Linked DNA regions of Astyanax mexicanus: region 2 is linked to region 1. Evidence: chromatin contacts called from public Hi-C data. All regions are on one chromosome and are shown on one strand. The core of a region is the stretch at or near the end of the contact, and the rest is flanking DNA. Distances in the headings are between cores, read along the strand shown. Region 1 holds the start of rap1b (RAP1B, member of RAS oncogene family). Region 2 overlaps rap1b (RAP1B, member of RAS oncogene family).

Region 1 (4,309 bases), core at 1,785-4,284:
CAGAGGCTCACACAGCAAAAAGTGACCTGTTTGAAATTAGCATGTAGTGTGAGGTCAGTTTACAGGAGGTTGTTGTGGTAACCATTTCACGGATCTTCTTAGAGATAATAAACAACATAGTTTATACTGTGTTTTTACAAAATATGCATTACATATGGTATCATTTTACTAAAAGAGACATGCTAAATATCATTGAACTTTTGCCATTGTCTTGTGGAAGCTAAAGAGAACTGAGCTGACTTGTGGGTTATGCATGTGGGACAACTAAAAAATTGAATGCTCGATCCATCTGGCACCCACTATCAGGCCTCATATAAGCCATATTTCGAGGTAACGCTTAGATACTGCTATCCTTTACTTTTTTATTGACTTGTAAATTGACCCAAAATGATTAATGAAACAAATATTATTTTTCCAAATGTGTTAATTACTGACACATTGTAATATGCTTGTATCCATGATTAGGTTATGCAGTTAGCCTAGAATAAATATGTTGTTTAGCACCATTGACACTGCAGTTTAATCCAAAATTACACATTATCAAAACCAGCCCCATGGGACTTAGACCAGCACTAGTCATTTCCCTGTAGACTCACATTACATTTAAAAGCTCTCACTACCCTGCTGAAAAATACAGATTTTGACAGGAGCAGTTTCTGATTTCCTTTTCAAATGGTCTGCACAGGTCTTGGATGGTCAAAGTGGTTAAAAAATACTCATCCAGGTGAAATATATACCTTATATCCTCTTAAGGTGATAAACCAGCTAAGCTCTCAGATGAGCATAGCATATGTTCGGTCTATAAGCATAACAGACCTGACCTAGCTGATCGTCAAACTGGTTATACTGGTTGACTGATTTGGTGAAGCTGATCATACTGATGACCAATGTCTGGTCAACTAGCTTGGTTAATTTCAGACATCCATTGCTCCTCAGACCAACCACATATTGATAGTAACTCCCTGATACACTCATATCATCTGCTTTCCTGTAAATCAGGAAATAATATTAGTCCCACTTATGCACTTTGTGAGTCATAACTGCTTCGAAAGAGTAACACATAGAGCATCCTGATTGGTCTCTTTGACTTTACATCTCTTTGACTGATTAACTGACTGAATGACAAACTTTCTTCAAAGGCACAAGCTCAAAAACTGGTTCTTGCTACAAAGCTGCAGACACAAGAGATAAGCTTGTGTTGGCTGAAGTTATTTGGTTTATGTGGGTTTGTTTCATTTCTGGATATATTATTGTAAAGGGAAGTAGTGCATGTGTCACACTCAGGTTTCTTGGTTTCAAAAGCCTTGATTCACGATCACATTCAAGATCCACTTAAAGTAACCTACATTAGCTAAGTGTTCCTTAGGTACCAAGGGTTTGTGAATGTATTAAATTTTTATTTAGAATTTCTACATTCATTTATACAATTTCTTTATGTATTACATAATAAAATCAAATGCAGACATTGATATGAATCACCAAACCTCTTGAATTTTAATGAGTACATATTTTAGACCCTACCCTCCAATTGTTAAAATGATAGGCTGTGTGATCTGTATGACACATGCTATCCATCTAATGGCGGTCCACTGCAACTAGGGTTACAGCCTAATTGCATACTACACACTAATATTATAAGATATACACTAAACTTTAAAGTGTGCGGTTGCCAGGTTAGTACAAAATATATTTATTTACTAATTTGTTTAAAATAACAGAAAGTGATGAAGTGTTAATAACATGTCACTAAAGGTGCTCCAGCATTGGTCTAGCTGCACTAGCTTCTTTATCTACTATTTGTCTCATTTCTTGTTCCAGACATGAGCAACTCCTCCATATTCTATTTTACACTGCATTGTGGGATAACAGTGTCCATTGTAACCACAGTCAAAGGTGCAACTAGTTTTTGAGTATGTAGCACACTGAAATGTGTGAAAGTTGAGTATACTCAAATATCTACAATTCGATTAGGTTACGCTATACACTGTTATGCCAGAATGGTAGAGTATGGCCGCTGCACAAAAGCCTTTTCCAGAGCATCCCAAAGATTCTCAATGGGGTTAAGGTCTGGACTCTGTGGTAAACAATCCATGTGTGAAAATGATCTCATGCTCCCTGAACCACTCTTTCACAATTCCAGCTTGATATATTCTGGCATTGCCATCTTGGAATATGCTCGTGCCATCAGGGAAGAAAAAATCCATTGATGGAATAACCTGGTCTATATTCAATATATTCAGGTAGTCAGCTGACCTAATTCTTTCAGCACATACTGTTGCTGAATCTAGACCTGACCAACTGCAGCAACCCCAGATCATTTGCTTAGTTAAATTCAGGTGTTCACTTTTTTTTTTTTTTTGGCCAGGCAGTGTAAAACTAATGATTTATCTTAATTATGTATCTCTACTCTATATGTTCTATATATTTACTCAATATGTACAGAACCAATATGTACAGGGGCATTCCTGTTAAGAAAGTGTTAAAGGATGCAAAGTCTGGAACAAATAAGAACCAAATAAGTGAACATGAGAAACTAAAAAAAAGGTGTAATGAAAATATTTTTTTCACTATAAGATAAGGAATGTGCATATAAATTTTAAAAAAGTAAAATAAATAAATGGCCTTCAATTCCCTTTTGCGTTTTCATTTAGGCTGTATTATATGAATTACATATGTAGGACTGTCCACAGCATTTCAGTGTCAACAAAGGAAGGCTTATCAGATTCTGATAATTTAATGGTAGTTTGTACGTGGTTCACAGGTGGTTATTTTAGATTACTTGTAACCTGTCTTAAAATGTAAGTGATAGTGAACCTCGGTTGGGCTGGTGGGACGGCTCGAAGCGGGCGGCGGAACATTTCCCTTATTTTTAAAATCCAAACCTTGACAGGTATGGTTTACCAGAACAGCAGATGTCTAAATGCTGTATGAGCTGTGAGGATGTGGAGCACATTTCCCGCTTCGTGTTTGTTGAACGGTGGGCAGAGCTCGAGCCGTGATGCTGAAACCGAGGCTGCGACGTCACGCGACAACTCCAAACCTCACCCATACAGAGAGAGAGAGAGAGAGAGAGAGAGAGGGAGCTAGCAAGCTGTAGAGAGAGATAGAGCGATAGAGAGAGGGAGAAAGGGAGAGAAAGGGAAAGAGAGAGGCGTACATCGGGTTGGAGCTCCGGAGCGGATCTGTGAGTATATATTTATCTTCTCTTGCTAGATTTCGCTGTTGTTCCCCGGGTTTTGATGAACGATTTAACTAGTTAGCATAGCGTGGGTTAGCTAAGCTAGTTAACGGTGATTCGGTCAACTGAGAGCTGCTGGAACCAGTGTGGAGGCTTTTTAACGGCCGGTGTGTTTCCGCGGAGCCGTGCGAGAGAGCACCGAGACCGGGTAGATTATACACGGACGCACGGCATCACACACACGGCTTGCGGAAGAGAGAGAGGAAGAGAGGGAGCAGGTCAAACGGCTCGAATATGGCGGAGCCGGAGTAAAACAATTCAACTATCACCGATGATTGGGACGCCGTTTTCTTGTTAAAGCCCGAACCGCGGGCGGTTTAGTTTGTCAGTGAAGTTAGCTTAGGGTTTGTGTTGATGTGAAAACGTTAACCCAGGTTGGTTAGTTATCTATCTAACGCTGTCTAGCCTGCGCAGAAACACACAGCTGTGTGAGGAATGGCGTTTCTCTGCTGTCTGTATTCACCGCTCTGTCTGTGGAAGTTATAGCGGAAATGGAAAAGTTGCACGAATGAGTGATAGCTAGTTAGCTAACTGGCTATGTTAGCTTAGCTGTAGGGGAACTGGGCGTTTCGGCTCGCTAACACGACGAAATGTAGTTAGTTAACCTAAATGAAACGTCTTTTTGGATGCTGCTAACGTTTGAGTGTGTCTCTCTGTCTGGTGTTTTGTAGCGTTAGCCTGCACGCTAAACCGGTTTATTAAATGGCTCGAGTGCATTGAGTCTGCTGCTGCTGCTGCTGCTGGCTCTTCATATGTCTGAGCAGCGACCCCGCCTAGTTTAGAGCCGAGCTGAAGAATAAACTACCCTGATAGCAAAGAACGTTCATTAAACATTAGCTAGCTAGGTTATTACTTTTTGGTTGCATTTCTAGCTTGCGTATTTTAATATTAATGATGGAAAAAACCTTTATTTAACATTATCCCGTAAGTATAGGCGAGTGTCGAAATTCTGACGTTGAATCAACGTTAATTTAAAGCCTTTAAATGGCTGGGGCTCTGAATCTACACTCACAATGCTTTTAGGCAAAAGTATTAAACTATTAAAACTATTATTACTATTATCATGTCAAT
Region 2 (4,786 bases), core at 531-3,030, 76 kb after region 1:
GATAAATGTGTGGAAATCATTTATGCTGGATTGAAAATGGTCAGGTACACAATCTGTACACAGTGTAAAGAACACCAGTGCTTCAGGCCACAAAACATGTCTCATCAAATATTGGATGAAATCTTGAAAAACAAATGTTAATCACTCAAGCATTTATAGCTGTCAGCAGTATTTATTTAAAGCTTTATTCATTTTCTCTTTTGTTTGTTTATTTAAACAAATTTATATACTTAATTCTAAAGAAAATGTACACATTAAATTTACAAATTACATATTGGTGTAAAATAACATTGCAGATGATTTGGCAATATTACATTTGCACTACAATAAATGTAAAACTGTGAAGGGGATGACAATAATTATCAGTAAAGGAAAAGGTGCAGATATATAGTACTGTCAATCCTGGTTGCCTATATGCTACAGATGTTTAAGACTAGATGTTTCTTCAAATTAAACAATACACTCAGAGGTCCAAGGGGTAAACCACCCTGTGTTCCTCACTGCTGTGCAGGTGCCAATGATCCTGGTGGGGAATAAGTGTGATCTGGAGGATGAAAGAGTGGTGGGAAAGGAGCAGGGACAGAACCTTGCCCGTCAGTGGAACAGCTGCGCCTTCCTGGAGTCCTCCGCAAAGTCCAAGATTAATGTAAATGAGGTGAGTCTTATGCGTTTTTTTGAAATCATTATATGTCTCTATGCATACTAATAAATACATACTACACCTCTGTACTCTGCTGCTGTGAAAAAGAAGAAGATTATAATTAAAATATGCTAAAATATCTAAATACCGTTGCCAGAAGTGTATAATATCCAGCACCTAGGCTTGTAGTCTAGTCAATTACCACATCTACTTGCCTGTGGAAAGTGACAGTGTGGATGGAGTCTTGAAATGCTGAGGGTCACTGTGCAGAAAAAGTTGTCAGTACTCTGACAAGAAGAACTGTAAAATTGACTTTTGGTGTGGTAAAACATGAAGGAGCACTTCTCCTGCAGCTTTCTGAGATCCAGTATTTTTTACAGTTTGTCCAAATATGCTTTAGAATGGATATATGGGGCATATTTAGCCCCTGCAGATAAATAGATTTTTACACCGTTATTCAGGCTCAAAGTAGCTTCAGTCTTCAATTGTAAAATCTGGAAAGCCCTGACGTTTAAAACGAGGCACAAAAACATTTTAAAATGCACAAGAAGCTTATTAAAAACACTGTTTACAACCCGTAGCCTTATCTAATTTTAACTTTTACCTTTACTTAAAGATGGCAACACCCGGAGACTAGGTTATGCTATGCCCCATATCATTCATTCTAAAGCATGTTTAAATAAAGTGTAAAACAATTACAGGATCTCGGAAAGCTGCGGGAGAACGGAGGCAGTTAGTACTCTTTATCATGTTTTACTACACCAAAAGTCAATTTTACACCAGAGTTCTCCTTTAATAACTGCAGAGTTGAAAAAAAAAACATGTGTTGTTGTTAGAGCAGCATAAGGGGATTAATTCCATATTAATGCCAGTGGATGCCTGTAGGTGTCCAAAATCTTTTGTCCATGATGCACCACATTCCACGTCGCTCATCCTAACTTTTACCAGACAGCATGTTTAACACTAGCATCTCTGCACAGCTCCAGTCTTCTGCTGAGGGTGCTGAGAGCAGAAAACGTGCTCATTGTCAGCCAGTGCCATCGCTCGATGTGGCCTTAGTCACACAGTCCCACGTCAGGCAGTCAGCTGCAGCACGGACACAGTGGAAGCTCTGTGTGTTGAGGGGGCCTTGGCTGGGCCGCTGCTGACTCTGAGGCACAGTGCTGTCTTGTGTTCAGTCAGCAAGAAGCCCTGCTTCAGTCTGAGCAGTCAGACTGCGTTGGCAGCCTTCATCTCTAATGCTAGATGCTATCACATTCCAGCGCTGGCCTGGAGTCAGCCACATACTTCATAGTGTCTTATTACAGAGCACGAGGAAATGATCTCAGGTCATCATCTTTTGAGTGAAGTCTTGCATCTCTGCGGTGGAGCTGATTTATTCCTGTCAAAGCAGGAGGAGCCCTGCATCATCATTAAATCCTGCCTCTCACTTTCTCTAATCGACATCTACACACACCCATTCAATACAGCTCTGTCAGTTCAGAGGGGATTTTAGCTTAGGATGAGATCTTCCCTGAGAGCCTCATTGTCTTAGGACAGCATCACTGTCAGTAAGACTCTTGACATGGTGCCAGGGCTGCCTTTAATTAAAATGAGGGAAAGGGATCATTCATTCTTACTGTTCTTATTGGCTCAAAATTAGCTCCTGAAAAATTGTGCCCAGTTCTGTTACTATAACTAACTGTGCAGTCGAATCAAAGACGTTTAAACAATTCTGATGATCAGAATTGGACACCACTACCTACAGTCAGTTAAAAACTGTTTTAAGTGCTGCCCCCTGGTGGTCTGTTCTTATTATTTGAAGTAATTTCATTTAACATCTAAATTAAAATAAAGCTCTGGAAGAAAAAAAAGAGACCACTTGAAAATGATGAGTTTCTTTGAGTTAACCAGATTTTTAAAAAATGGAATATAATAAAGAGAAATATAGATGATCACCAGCCATCAAACCATGCTGAACTGCTGGAATATGAACTTGTTTTCTTTGCATTTATTTTAGTTCTAAAAGCTCTGCATCTTTTTGTTATTGGAGCTATTTCTCATTTTCTGCAAATAAATGCTCTATATGACAGTATTTTTATTTGGAGTTTGGGAGAAATGTTGTCTGTAGTTTATACAATAAAACAATAATGTTACTCAAACATAAACATATAAATAGCAATATCAGAAAAACTGATTCAGAAACTGAAGTGGTCTCTTATATTTTTCAGAGCTGTGTGTGTCACTGCACTATATGGTAATGTTTTTGGGACACCTGCTCACTCAGTGATTCTAAGGGCATTAAAAACTAGTTTATTCTATTTTTCATGGTGTAGATGTCTGTACTGTCCAGGAAAATTAAATTATTGGAGCACCATCATTCCAGAGAACACAGTTCTCCTACTCCACAGATCAATGCTGGAGATCATACAAATAAGTATCTATAGTGAAGAAAAAAATGATGGAGGAAAAATTAATCCAGCCACAGATTCTGGTCCTAGTGATCAAACCAGTGACTTGCCCCCAAGGTAGCTACTCTAACACTTTAGGCCACTGTAGTCTTTTTTTTTTTATATTTGCTTCCTGCCTTGTTGGTTATACTAATACAGCTGATATTAAGCACCTAATCTCTGATCCAGGCCAAATCCTCTGGTCATAGAATCCTGCTAATTGCAGAGGCTCATCAGTAAAGTGTGCTAAAACCAAACAAATCTGATTATGTTAATTGTTTTACAGGGAATATGTAGCCTTCTAAATTTTTTAGCGAAGAGAACATGAGCAGCTTTTCCAAATGAATTCAGAGAAGTTGTCGTGTAGCCCAGTTAGCTCAACAGGGACTGGAACAAATGTGATTTGAAGCAGACACACCACTGGCTGCATGATTTGCCTCAAGGCTCATCTCGCTGTCATCTGCAGGAATGAGTCGTGCCACTCGCCCTGCTCAAGCACATTTTGTCTCACCACAATATTGAATGTATCTGATTGTGCGGGTTTCGAAGGTGCTGAGTGAGGAGACGTTGAGTTTGCTGGTGATCGGAAGCAGATTTTTCAGTTTAACTCGTCATTGTCAGAACAGGATTTGAGGACTGGAAAGAAGGGTTGTTGCAGAAGAAGTGTATAATTTAAACGTGAAGCTTTGAAAGGGTTATGAAAGTTTATTAAATTAAACATTAAAGTACTCCTTTTTAACGACTGGTGGTGTTTTCAGTCTGTCTAACATCATGTGTTCTGTCTTGCAGATCTTCTATGACCTGGTCCGGCAAATCAACAGGAAAACTCCAGTACCTGGGAAGACACGCAAAAAGTCCAACTGCCAGCTGCTCTAATACACAGCTGTTCTGTCGCTCTGAGCCAGGTGAGATCTACAGGAGAGAGACTAAATCCTTATAACCATCTTTGTGGTCATATCAAACCTTACATTCTGTAAAATACATGTGTTACAAAAGATTTTGTGAGTAAACAAAACAGAAGAGATATTTTTGGTTCCCTAAAAAAACATTTTAAAGAGAACATCCTGTAAATTGGTAAAGAACGTTAGGTCTGCGCAACATATAATTTCAGCATTGCCATTGCAATGTGTGCACGCTCAATTCTCACAAGGTGTTAATTTTGCCACTATTCCTATATTCCATGTCATACAGTACTAGTCAAAAGTTTGAACACACATTAAATTCAGAGTTTTTTATAGTATATTAATTCCAGTATTATATTAGATTACAATTTTCTGCATTGTAGATTAATACTCAAAAAGTAATCCAAACTATAAAAAACATACCTCTTGCTTAGATAACAGCTTTGCACATCTTGGCTTCTCAGTCAGCTTTATGAGAGAGTCTCCTGCAATGGCTTTCAGTTACCAACTGTTTAGAACTACTTAAAAAATAATGACTAAGTAAAAAAGTCAAAAACCTTGAAAGTGCAGTCGCAATGATCATTAAAAATGTTATGCTGAAACTGGCTTTCATCAGGAACACCCCATGAAAGGAAGAGCAAGAATTACCTCTGTTGCACAGGTTAAGGTAATCAGAGTTATCAGCATCAGAAACCACAATTTACCAGGAGAAATGTGGACATCCTAAGTTCATACATCAATTCACCTGTATAAGATTAGTGTTTATAGAGAATTAACTGACTATGTATCTCTCTCTCTCTCTCTCTCTCTCTTTT

What was found. Hi-C and Micro-C count contacts between places; a contact is called where the count stands out from the background.
Region 2: a contact with region 1 is called in a Hi-C map of muscle, with 9 times the contacts expected there. The contact joins the enhancer-like site here to the promoter of rap1b in region 1. A contact is called at or near these places in 3 of 3 Hi-C or Micro-C datasets (blood and muscle).

What each region holds. Positions count from the first base shown.
Region 1 is chr2:11,826,339-11,830,647 of AstMex3_surface, forward strand. It overlaps rap1b (RAP1B, member of RAS oncogene family), which reads left to right and starts at 3,035. Exons shown (of 8, transcript XM_007232291.4): 1 at 3,035-3,184.
Region 2 is chr2:11,903,336-11,908,121 of AstMex3_surface, forward strand. It overlaps rap1b (RAP1B, member of RAS oncogene family), which reads left to right. Exons shown (of 8, transcript XM_007232291.4): 6 at 512-655; 7 at 3,859-3,974. The coding sequence ends at 3,945. Among protein-coding and RNA genes, the nearest start is that of mcat, 7.1 kb to the right of the region's middle. Within about 2 kb of position 1,781, the one cell type or tissue checked has an H3K27ac peak away from gene starts, as active enhancers do.